Linked DNA regions of Danio rerio: region 2 is linked to region 1. Evidence: chromatin contacts called from public Micro-C data. All regions are on one chromosome and are shown on one strand. Each heading gives the region's core, a stretch centred on a gene start, on an enhancer-like site or on the middle of the called end of the contact. The rest is flanking DNA. Distances are from core to core; before and after follow the strand shown.

The links. Hi-C and Micro-C count contacts between places; a contact is called where the count stands out from the background.
Region 2: a Micro-C map of caudal fin shows a contact between it and region 1, with 5 times the contacts expected there. The contact joins the enhancer-like site here to the promoter of cica in region 1. A contact is called at or near these places in 9 of 18 Hi-C or Micro-C datasets (caudal fin, embryo, fibroblasts and 3 more) and 1 of 4 datasets of contacts at active chromatin or transcription factors (caudal fin).

The regions. Positions count from the first base shown.
Region 1 is chr19:7,074,427-7,081,413 of GRCz12tu, forward strand. cica (capicua transcriptional repressor a) reads right to left here and starts at 2,106. Exons shown (of 20, transcript XM_009294004.4): 1 at 1,958-2,106.
Region 2 is chr19:7,148,480-7,154,933 of GRCz12tu, forward strand. No RefSeq gene overlaps it. Among named protein-coding and RNA genes, the nearest start is that of erf, 16 kb to the left of the region's middle. Within about 2 kb of position 3,967, at least 3 of the 62 cell types and tissues checked have an H3K27ac peak or open chromatin away from gene starts, as enhancers often do. A contact at or near this core is called in caudal fin, where this site is marked.

The sequences.
Region 1 (6,987 bases), core at 856-3,355:
AATCAAATGAGGTGTTGCAAAAATAATTACCGCCTACAACTAAATCTAATGTTTTGTATGGCCTCCTTGACTCCTCATTCACCTTCTACAGTGGAATGAACTGCCAATTTTCTTTCTTAATGTTTTACATTTGTTTCTTCACTAAAGAGTAATCATTTAAAATAATTCTGATGATTCCAATATAACGTGAAAAAAAAAAACAAGAACAACACAGATCTATAGCAGGGGTGCCTAAATTTTTCTTGTGAAGGGCCAAAATTCAAACTTGCTTGAGGCTAGTGGGCTGAAGGTACATATAGTTGCCATGGGTCATTTCCCAATTTATTTAATATTATTTAAAAATGACTAGAAAACATTGCTTCATAATAACTAATAAAAACAAAACGATCTCATTTATAACAGAAATACACTAGTTTTTGCCTCGATTTAATCACCAATGTCTTCCGCATAGTCCTCTATCTGTCGAGTGACAGTATTTACACTTTTAAAAATCAGATTCATTTGCAACATTTAATTAAAACATTTAATTTTAGTTTGCTTTTTTGCAGCTCAGCAATAAAACAAACAAAATAAAGCTGCAAGCAGCGATGAAAGGGCCTTGTACTAACAAAAAATGTTACATCAAATTAGAAATGATGACTTCTTTTAAAGTCATTTGACCCACTCATTCTCACTCTTCTCTCAGAAGGGATGGTGGGCCAAATCAAAGGTGACAGTGGGCCAGCTTTGGCCTGCAGGCCCTACTTTGGGCATCTCTGATCTATAAGACCCCTTATACAAAGGTTATATGGGTTTTTTTCTGAGAAATCTGAGAGTGTACTCATTTATACACATTTATATTTTAAATGTTTATAAAACAGACATTTAAATTTTGTTTTGTGGTATCATTAGCAGTAGTAACCATCAACAGTAGCCATATGATGTCAACATGGTGACACCCATAATGCAACTTTAATGATTTTAAAATGCATGGTGCTACCAATAGCAAGGTTGGAGATGAATACTTGATTGCTGTCACATTTAAACTCAATGCACATGAATACATAAATCAATGAAAAGTAAATATTTTCAAGTAAAATGTAAAAATTGCAGAACAGCAATACGTTCATTTGCAATGCACCAAATGACCCACCAAAATACCAACTCAATCTTATAATGACTTGCTAACTGCACAGTAATAAATGTTCCTATGCAACAGGACTCCAAATGAACACAAATGCCCTGAAACAAAGTAAAAGCCCTGTTTCTCATCAACAATGCCACCGCTGTCATCGACTTGCGAAAGTTTTGCTGAGTAGTACAGCGCCGTATCTGTGTCAAGCGCTTTTATTGGTTGTAGTGCCCTACTCTACGCTTACAACCACCTACGACACAGTGGAGTGGCGTAGGCCTCCTCCATAACACAAGGCCGCAGAGCAGTTTCCCGTCTCCCTCAGGCTTCTGAATCGAGGGCGACCGTGCCCATATTATTAAATATGGGAGAAAATACAAAAACTATCTTTCTCAAACATATAGAGAAAGGCTGGAGGATTAAAGCATCCGATTTACACTTACTGAATGCAACTAAAATATATTTAGACGAAACAGTCAAGTTTAAATAACAAAACAATCGCCTTGTCTTTACATAAAAACAGCGGATTTAAGCAATGACAGTCACTGGATGCTAAAAGAATAGACAAAAGCAGTTTGTTGAAGCTGTAGCTGTTGTGTCACACAAACATTTTCAGGAAAAAAAAAGTTTTTAGGCTGACTGTGCACCTCCACCCCTCCCTTTCAATGTGTGTGTGTGTGTGTGTATGTTAAAATGCTTACTCCGCCATTTTATACAATCCACTAAAGAAAAAATAAACAAGTGACAGCGAAGCACTGTGTATGGATCCGCGACGTAAAGGCAAAACACAGCATTAAACATATAGGCAGATCACTGCAGTGCTGCAGATGAAAGGTTTCAACTCACCCCGTGGATATTTACATTGCCGTCGAAATGGTGTCGATGCACAAACAGAGCCTATAAAACCGCGGAATCCCCGAGAAAGGTTTTGCAAAGAGTGTTTTTCTTCCGCAAACGAGAAAAAGTCCAGCCGTTGAGGTTCCAGGGTACTCTACAGTCGCAAAATGGTGAATGAAGCACTAAGCCTTGACAACCAGCGCCGAGAGCCAATCAGCGTCCACAAAACTGTACAGTAGCCTGTAGCGGCGACGAGGGCGGAGCCATCTGTCAAAGTCCGCTTGATTGACAGGTCGTTCGGGCCAATCGCGTTATGGGAAAACAAGAAACAGCTGGTTGATCCTGAAACGGCAGCAGCAAATGGGAGTTAAAGGGAGGGGCAGCCGAAGGGAGTAGGTGGGCGATACAGAGAAAATTATCAAAATTTAAAATTAGCATTTAATGCATCACTGCACAAACCAGTATACATAAGAAAATCCCATTTAAAAAGTATACAAGTATATATATATATATATATGTGTGTGTGTGTGTGTGCGTGTGTGTGTGTGTGTGTGTGTGTGTATAAGTTAATTTATATAGATTTTAAATATAAGTAGTATAAGTATTATATATATATATATATATATATATATATATATATATATATATATATATATATATATATATACATATATACATACACATACACATATATATATGTTCCATTCATTAATTTATTTTCTTGTCGGCTTAGTCCCTTTATTAATCAGGGGTCACCACAGCGGAATGAACTGCCAACTTATCCAGCATGTGTTTTACGCAGTGGATGCCCTTCCAGCTGCAACCCATCACTGGGAATCATCCATACACTCTCATTCACACACATACAGTACGGCAAATTTATTCAATTCACTGTTAGAGCATGTCTATGTACTGTGGGGTAAACCGGAGCACACGGAGGAAACCCACGCGAACACAGGGAGAACATGCAAACTCCACACAGAAATGCCAACTGACCCAGCCGAGGCGTGAACCAGCAACCTTCTTGCTATGAGGCAACATCACAACCCACTGCACCACCGTGATGTCATATATATGTCATATATATATATATATATATATATTATATAAATAATAATTTTTATTATTTTTTATATAATATATTGATTAAATAATTAAGTTTAATAATACACTAATCATACATCAGTATAATATATATTTATAACTATATAAACTAATAACAAAAATTAAATAAAAAAAATTCCCATAAAATGTAGACTTAAGACTTTAATATTAGACTTGAATATTAGTTTCCATATTGTTTATTATTAATATAATAGTCAGTTCTGATGGAAACCCCCTGGTAACTTTGCTTTTGAAATGGGATTTTCCAACAGGGATGAAGTTTAGGTAAATAATGAAGAGTAAAAAAGTTCGTTTCTTTGTCAGAACATATTTCATTCAACAAAAAAGAAACCTAAAAAGAAAACCAACCACAAAAACTCCTGGTTCATTCTACACTTTATATACCTCGACGAATCCAGCCAATCACAGGGCAGCTTATGACGTCAGCGGCAACCTTGAGCCCGCCTTCCTCAAGGCAGCGTCATCAAGTCGACCCGTGATTGGCCAAACCGCAGGGGTCTCCAGACCAATGGCCAAGCCCTGTGATGAGCTCATTATGCCTGTTGCCATCACTGCAGCCAAACAGGAAGGGTTTCTGACTAAATTACTCTAAATGAAGCCTTCAAATGCACTGCCACAGAGTGTAGCACATCCATATTTCTGCATTGCAAATTGACTTTTAATGTGATTGTATCGTAGTGGGTGGCCATGTTTGAATAAATGTGTGGTCTCAGCTCATGCAAATGTTTGTGGGTGTGTGTATGTGTGTGTGTGTGTGTCTGTGTGTACTATGGAGATCATCAGTGTATGCATCACAGCTCAGCTGGACCGTCACGCACCCTGCATGCAATTATGGCATGCAATGAAAAGTTGCATAACGCGCACACAGAAACACACAGTGCTCCCTCATCCACACACACACACACACACACGCTGTAATCTCTAAACACACGCCACACCCTGTGCTGTTGTTCAGTTATAGCTCCTGCCAGGGGTTGACGTTCAATACAGATATATGTTTATATACGAGCAGCTGTTTGTCTTGTGTGGTGTTAACATTTAACTATGATAAGGATGATCAGGAGTTATGTCAACGCTCAAAGGCCAGTTTCGTCCTGACCTATAAAACCAAGCGAAAACGAAAGGAAAGGAGATGGCTAAATGTAAAACAGTTTGTCATACTGAGACTTTCAGGTTGACTAGTCTCACACTTTGATGAGAATATCATCAAGAACAAAGAAGGCTTTGAAAGGGCTCTGGTGTACATGCGGCCTATTTGAGTATTTGACTCATAGCATTAGTAAACAAACATCTACTCTGCTCTGACTTAAAAACAAACCCTCACAGACATTCACATGTACACCGGAGTATTTGAGGATCTCGAGTGTAGATCAGAAGAAGAGCAATAATACCATAAAGTAAGGTAACATCAAGGTGGAATCCAAAATATCTATCTATCTATCTATCTATCTATCTATCTATCTATCTATCTATCTATCTATCTATCTATCTATCTATCTATCTATCTATCTATCTATCTATCTGTCTGTCTGTCTGTCTGTCAATTGATCCATCCATCCATCCATCCATCAATCTATAGTTGAGTTAAAAGAAGTTTAAAAGTAATCCAAAAGTAGTCTGAATATCTAAAATTGATGGATGGATTGTTGAATGAATGACGGATGGATGGAATTTGCATGACAAAAACTCATCAATTAAATAATCTAACTTATTTTATGTATTCAGATTACTTTTGGGTTACTTTAAATTACTTTTAATTTGCGTTAAAATTAGTCTAAAAGTCCAAAAGTATGTTTAATACATTATATAAAATAGACTGATTGATAGATAGATGGATAGATGGATAGATGGATAGATAGATAGATAGATAGATAGATAGATAGATAGATAGATAGATAGATAGATAGATAGATAGATAGATAGATAGATTTTTTTATTTAATATATTTAAATAAATTGGATTACTTTTAAACTACTTTTACCTTATTTTTTATTTTTATTCTATCTATCTATCTATCTATCTATCTATCTATCTGTCTGTCTGAATGCAGATAGATGGATGGATGGATGGATGGATGGATGGATGGATGGATGGATGGATGGATGGATGGATGGATGGATGGATGGATGGATAGATAGATAGATAGATAGATAGATAGATAGATAGATAGATAATCTCCAGCTTATTTTAATGCATTCAAAATACCTTTGGATTACTTTTAAACTACTTTTAACTAACCTTATCCTTTTGTCTTTATCCATTTATGTATGTTTTCGTTTACTTCACATTTTCATGTTAATATTGTGAATATTTAAAACTAAATTATTACACGAAGCAGTTTAATAAATAAAGAGGAGGATCAATTATGAATAATTCACTTCCATTGTGTAAATAATATATAATCATGTAATCCACAAGGAAGTCATGGTAATCTGATTATGAGCATTGTAACTGCATCTAATTACAATATTATAACTTAGATCAGTTAGTTGCAGAAAATAACAATAGATAATATAGAATATAAAATCCTATATTTTGAGTCCTTAAAAAGATAAAACTGAAAGTGATTTACTCACCCTTCAATGAGCCCGAACCTGTTCGACTTGAACTCAAAAGAAGATATTTTGAAGAAAGATGGAAATATGGCACTTCCATAGTATTTTATTTGTTTTTCTTGCAATGAAGTCAATGGCTACAGGCTTTAAGCTTTCTTTAAAACATCTTTTATGTTCAACAGAAGAAATAATCTCATAAAGGTTTGGAACCTCTTGGGAGAGTAAATTTACATTTTGGGGTGAACTATCCCTTTAAAGTTTTAGGGTAGTAGTATGTACCTAATTTTTAAAAAAATAAATAATCATAATATTACATAGAAAACATTATCAGAACTTTATAAAATAAAATAAAAAACCAAAAGCACATACTATTAATTACAAGTCGAGTCATACAACTGTAATAACTTTAAAGTAGTCCGTTTCAGAGCAGAAATAAATAGTTTCTGACACTGAAGCAACTATTTATTTATTGCATCCATTTCTTTTTTTGGATACATTTAAAGAAAGTCAAAAGTCAGTCAGAGTGCCAATCAATCTAGCCAAATACTAAAGAATCACACCATGTCTTCAAAGCACACAATCACAGACAAATTAGACCTCTTTGTTACAACCAACCATTGGATGGTAAAGCCTTATTTTCCAGCAAAACGTAACCTTTGACCTCCCCTTAACAGGTCAACGAGACTCACAGCAAGAACCCAGGCTTCCCTGTCAGTCAAGCAATCGTTGACCCAAACTCCCCCACCTTCACCCCATTATTATGAGCTTTGTTGAACTGAAATGAAAATGTATTTACATTTCTATAGTGTTTGTGATTAAAAACTGCTAGCTAAAATGTAGCTAATCTTAGCAAATGTGTTATTTTAACTTTACAAAAATACCACAATGGCAGGAAGACACATTTTGGTTGTTTTATTGGTTGAAATACTTGATCAAATACATTGTTTTTGTAACTAATTATGCTTAATGACCACGATAAAAGTGATTTGGCTTTTGGTTATGGCTTGTAAAGTGCTTAAAGGACACATTTACATATTTAACAACTTCATAAGTAATGTGATTTGCATTACTGCCTTCATCCCGTAGCCAAATAATACAATTTAATTTAAGTTTCTTGATGAAACGGCATGTTATTTAATCAAAATGGTACTTCAATTTGCTTGAATTGAATGCTGCAACCAATATCATTGTCCACCAGGCCAAATAAATAATTCTCATTTCATTTGTACACTTTCTACACTCTTAGCTGTAAATAATAGCTAATTTTCTTTCCTTTTTTGTACAAACTACAGTGGATATCTGGCGACCCATATTTCCTTAATAAAACCGTCACTATGAGGTAAAGGTTACGTTAATGTA
Region 2 (6,454 bases), core at 2,717-5,216, 76 kb after region 1:
TCTTTCCATCTTCCTTTAGGCCCGAAATAGTCACAGAGTGAAAGATTTCAAACCGCCATCTACTTTTTGTTTTGGTTGGAGACGTCCTCAAAGTCTAGCGAAAATTTGCTTCATATTAGAGCAACAAAGCCAAGAGTTATGTTTAAGAAAAAAAGGACAGTGGGATGAGAGGAAAAAAATGGAGAGGGGATTGAAATGATGGGGTAATATTGGGATATATGGGGTATAAAGTAAACGCGAGACGGTTTGGAAAGAGTGAAACGCTGCCCGGGGTGAGTCTGTCGAACTGAAGCAGACTGTGTGGCAACGGAGGCCTCATTACCTCACTGGCAGTGAAGTCTCAGCCCTGCCTTTTAACACAGAGGAAATGTGTGTGTGTTTGTGTGTATTGCAGCGAGAGGAACACAGTGTCGGTTTGTGAGGGGGAGAGAAATAAAGAAAGCGGGTGAGAATATCTGTTTGTGTACCCAGTGCCAGGATGACTGTGGTGTGCCGACAGCTTGCCAACGCTCCAACCTCAATCACGTTTGTCGGGTGTCGAGAAACACCTCGCTGTGTCTGTTGCTATGGCCATTAGTCTCCAACCGCACGTAGATATAAGCCAAGATAATAATACATAATCATTAAATGCAGTTATAATGACAAGCCACCGGGAACGTCTACGTCGCAGGTTGGCACGCCGAACAAAGGACTCAAGTAACTATATTTGAGCTGGGCTCAGGCCTTTTTATTCTTTTTGATGAGCACTATAATCGCAACGTGACCTTCTAGAAACTGAAATTTAGCTAAATGCATCTACGTAATCAGATTTTCTCTAATAAAAAAGCACTCATCATCATTCTCTTATACTTACCGAACACCAGTGAAGGGATTTCGAAAAGTAAGTGCAGGTTTTTAGGTCACTATTATTGAAGGTCATTGTTGTCCACTGTTTCGTTATATAGACAGAGTGAAATATCTTCTTCAATATTTTTGAGAAGGCAGCATGGTGGCTCAGTGGTTAGCACTGTCGCCTCACAGTAAGAAGGTCGCTGATTCGAGTCCCAGCTAGGCCAGTTGGCATTTCTGTGTGGAGTTCCCTTGTTGGCGTGGGTTTCCTCCAGTTTCCCCCACAGTCCAAAGACATGCGCTATAGGTGAATTGGATAAACTAAACGAGTGCATGTGTGTATGGGTGTTTCCCAGTGCTGAGTTGTGGCTGAAAGGGCATCTGCTGTGTAAAACATATGCCGGAAAAGTTAGTGGTTCATTCCACTGTGGTAAAACCTGATGAATAAGGGACTTAGCTGAAGGAAAATGATTGAATGTATGTTTTGGAGAAGGAAATAGTCGAAGTAGAGCCGCTGCTACTCCACATCGAGAGAAGTCTGATTTGGCTTGGGCATCTGTTTCGGATGCCTCCTGGACGTCTACCTGGGGAGGTGTTCCAGGCATGTCCCACCAGGAGTAGGCCCCGGGGAAGACCCAGGACACGCTGGAGAGACTATGTCTCTTTGCTGGCCTGGGAACGCCTTGGGATCTTCTAAAGTTTTTTTTAGAAATTAAAATAAATGTATGAATATTCCCTAAGAGAGATCCAGACAACTGATGAAAAGCAAGAAAAGCTAGTTTTGCTTTCATATACAAAACTAAATGCTACTAAAAGGTGCTCAGAGTAGTTGTTAGGCTGTTCTCTACGTGGTTGCTATGATGATTGGTGTAGATTGAAACTTTTTTTGTTGAGCATGCTATAAATCGCCCTTCAAGTACTGATATTTAGTCAAATGGATCAACTTAACGTGATAAATCTGAAGCATGTGTTGAAACCTTCTTCAAAACATCTTCTTTTGTGCTCTGCAGAAGAAATAAGATAAAAACAGGATTGGATTTCAGAAGATTTTCCAGTGAAAGGAAATGCTCAATGTGGATTGTGGTTTACATTTTAAATGGTAAGCCGGCATGTCAATGTCTTCCACATTTATATTAATATATTTTTGCTTCTGCAAGTACTCCAGCCTACACGTTTTCCCGGCTGATGTAAAGCATAAGGCCTTGACTATGAAGGACCTGATTTGTTGGAAGTGTTGGCTTTGTGTTTCAATGCAGAGGACATGGATGAGTAAATGAGAGAGGCTGAGTTATCTTACCATGTCTTGCTTTTGTGGCATATACAAATGATCATGTTCAACATTATATGCTCATCGAGAGATTACGAAGGCCCGCCATGGCACGCTGCAATACGATGATGTGAATTGCATCATTGATGTGAAAGATTTCATCAATGACAAGAGCTCAATGCTATGATTTCAGGTACATCAAGTAGCTACAGACCTACCAGTGGTGGGTAAGTTACTTAAAAAAGTAATAATAATAATATTTACGTAATTAAAATTGTAATTAAATTACTTTCCAAATACTCAATAAGTGATTGAATTGCTAGAGTCGGGACTATTAAAAACTACCCTATGAGAAAGGGTCAGACAGAATTTGCAGACATTTGCTATTTCTGTGGAGAATTTTGTAAAAAAACTGCAGATTTTTTGCGCAATTGTTTTGGGAGTACCGTTACTAGATCCACTTATTTGGTAAACAAAGAAAGTCTCTCATATAATATCTCTACTAAAAGACAGAAAATATGACTTTACAAACTGTATTGTAAATAAATTAAACAAACACTTTTATATTAGTCAATAATTATACTATAATTCATTTAAAAACGGAATATAAATTTACTCACATTAACACAAGTAAAAAAAAATTTTATATGCCATAAATTATCATTAATTAATTATTGTTTCTTAATAAATTGTTGGACAAATGTAACCTTTTTGGTACATAAATCTAATTATTCAGCAAAAAACATTTGTATAAAAATTAGAATGATCTGTTTCTCTGAACTGATTCATACAGAGCATATTTTTACAGTACTAGTTTTTGTGCTAGCCTGCTGCTAATAACGGCGCTTGCGTTTAAACGGCCTTTCATCTCTTTAACAACCAAATGAATAATTAAGTCTATTTAACTGATTATATTTGAATTACATTACAGCATTGATGCTGTAAAAGGAACCTTTTAAAATTTAAATTAATCACATAAACCTTTCATCAGAAGTTCATCATTGGCTGAAAACACCAGCTGTGCAGATAGCCCATTGCACCCAATACTGAGGCCCAACATTGTTGCTAGCAAGGACGTAGCAACCGGGGGGATACGTCCCCCTCACATTTAGAGACAGACCATTTAGGAACAGGTGATTAATAATTATTTGAACTTAAACTTTTGGATCTCATATAGCTGTCCCTCCTCACTTTTAAAATGTCCGCTACACCCCTGATTGCTAGATTTGTGCAGTAGAAATATTAATAGTATGTGTATAGCAAACTAGTCAATAACCATTCAAAAATGGACACCATCAATAACTAGTCTGGTTCTGGGTTAGATTTACCTTGATTATATGTGTTTTCTGCTTTTATGATTAGCTAGTAATTGTTGTGACCTACCCCTACTAGCTAAACACAGTTGTAAATGGTAACTGTAAAGCTGTAAATGGTCCTATCATAACAAAATGCTTAAAAATGTAACATTTGTTTTAGAGCTTTTTCCCGCTATAGCCCAATAACGTAGTAAACATATATTTAGCTAATACATTTATGTGACCACGTTTGTATAATCAAACGCACTAAACAAACAATATGTAAATTGTTAAAAAAAGGGCTTTAAATTAAACTAAATGTTCAAAAATAAGTTTGCCTCACGTGAAACTGCATTTGCAGTTGTTCAGATCCACAGCTAACATTCAAATATGTATTCAAAACAACTCACCCATCACTGGGTTCTCTCACGAAATGGGAAGTTAACAGTCAAGAGGTTATTTACATGAGTTCCCACCGCAGTCATTTAGTCGGTTTTGCAAGTGGAAATCATCCCGTAATCTAGTAAAATCCTATCTAGAATGATTTTCCGTGTGAAAACAGATGGAGTGTGGTGTCCATCTAGTGGTTAACATTTGCACTGCATATCGTTGCTAAAACATTCTATCCAGTCAGAGCACATTGGCGGGAAAGGTGAGGTGATTTTGAGGTCGTGTTTTCCTCACGCTTTATATAACATTAACAAAACAATTTAGTTTAAACCTGTCGTTGTGTATTTGAACATGTTGTCTTGCTCGTTTCTAGCTGGTTTAAGCCGGTAAACTTGCAACAAACTGGCAGTTATATTTATCTGAAGCCTACAGTCGAAATTGTTTGAGTTGCCAGCTTTAGCCGATTATATAAACAATTTTCTTGTGATAGTTTTATTACAGTAAACTTAGTAACCATATCATAAATAGCAAAACAATTACATTTAAATGTATTTATAACACATTTAAATGTAAATTTAGACAAAGTAGGCTACAATGTAGCCTAGCACAAATAGGCTACTTTAATACTGCAGTTACCCTATATTCATACAGACTTACCATTTGTTGTGTTACTGATGTATGCTAGGCTACTTTTTAAGATTAGCCAAATGATGCTTTTTAAAATTTAGACGAGTATGTGGTAAATAGACTGTTGGACTACCAAACCATCCAAATATTTATATGTAATATGTAGAAGTGACAGCACAATAACGTCACAGCAAAAGAGGTCAAGAACTGCGGTGGATGTTAAAAAGTGGTGCCTGACTGACTTCTCAAAACACATCATAACTAGCTTTTAAGAGAGTGGTTTTTAGAGACCCCAGCCCGAGTACTCATCAGCTTGTTAGTGTTAAAACTTGAAAGTGTTTGGGAATGCCTTACATTCCCATACCTAATGTTTTTCCTGGTTATTTTCCTAAAGACCTGGATTTCCATTGCGTGACTGTTGGCCAGATATTACATAAATGTTTTCGTTCATAACAAACCATTTGAGCGATAGCCTACTCAGTTACCTGTCATTTTAGAAGACATGTATTGAAGGAGTGACACATTAAAAACTCACTAATGTCTGCGCCTGCTATAATGTAAGTAAATATAATGTGGACACAATTTACTACCGAGTTGCCTTGGCAACAGAAACCATAAAACGATAAAGTGACTGGAAAAATAATGACGTTAACAGCAGCACAGCTTAAACAGACGGTTTTAACAGAACCATGAAATGAAAATACTTAAATGATCAGCTTGATATATTTGAATGTAAACTTAACTGAAGTTTTTTTTTTTTTTTTTTGCAATAATCATGCCACTAATGCTGTTATTTGTACTAAACTCATTAAATAATCATCTAGTCCCACGTTTATTGATCCTATTATTGTATGTAAGGCCAATGATTAATAGTAAATTTCATGTAGACAAGGTTTTGCAGGTTCACTGTAAATTTGATGTAAACCCTGAATTACGGTTCCTATTTACATATTTATAAAATTAAACCTATTAGACAAACTGCAAGGCGTGGAATGAATCTTGAATCTTCTTTTAATTAGACAATTCACCAATGAGGTGGCACGTTGGCTCAGTGGTCAGGACTGTCGCCTTACAGCAAGAAGGTTGCTGGTTCAAACCCCGGCTGGGCCAGTTGTTGTTTCTGTGTGGAGTTTGCATGTTCTTCCTTTGTTCAGGTGGGTTTTCTCCAGGTGTTCTGGTTTCCCCCACAGTCCAAAGACATGTGCTATAGGTGAACTGGGTAAGCTATTAGCTTATTAGCTATTAGAACTATTAGCCCCCCTTGAATTTTGTCCTTGTTTTTTTTAAATATTTCCCAAATGATGTTTAACAGAGCGAGGAAATTTTTACAGTATGTCTGATAATATTTTTTACTTCTGGAGAAAGTCTTATTTGTTTTATTTCGGCTAGAATAAAAGCAGTTTTTAATTTTTTAAACACAATTTTAAGGACAAAATTGTTAGCCCCTTTGAGCTATTTTTTTTCTCGATAGTCTAGGGAACAAACCATCGTTATACAATAAGTTCCCTAATCACCCTAACCTGCCTAGTTAACCTAATTAACCTAGTTAAGCCTTTAAATGTCACTTTAAGATGTATAGAAGTGTCTTTAAAATATCTAGTAAAATATTATTCACTGTCATCATGGCAAAGACAAAATAAATCAGTTATTAGAAATGAGTTATTAAAACTATTATGTTTAGAAATGTGTTGAAAATCTTCTCTGTCAAGCAGAAATTAGGGAAAAAATAAGCAAAATGTCTGATAATTCAGGGGGCTAATAATTATGACTTCAACAGTAAATTGGCCATAGTGTATGAGGGGGAATGTAAGTGTATGAGTTGTGGCTGGAAGAGCATCCACTGTTTAAAACATATGTTGGACAAGTTGTTGGTTCATTCTGCTGTGGTGACCCCTGATAAATAAAGGCACTAAGCCGAAGGAAAATGTATGAATGAGTTCATTAATGAAACTGATCAGTTTAACAAAACTCGTCCATCACAGCACTTTAACTAAACACACCTTTGGAACTGTAAAAGTGCCTTATTACCCAGGGTTAACAGTGGTGT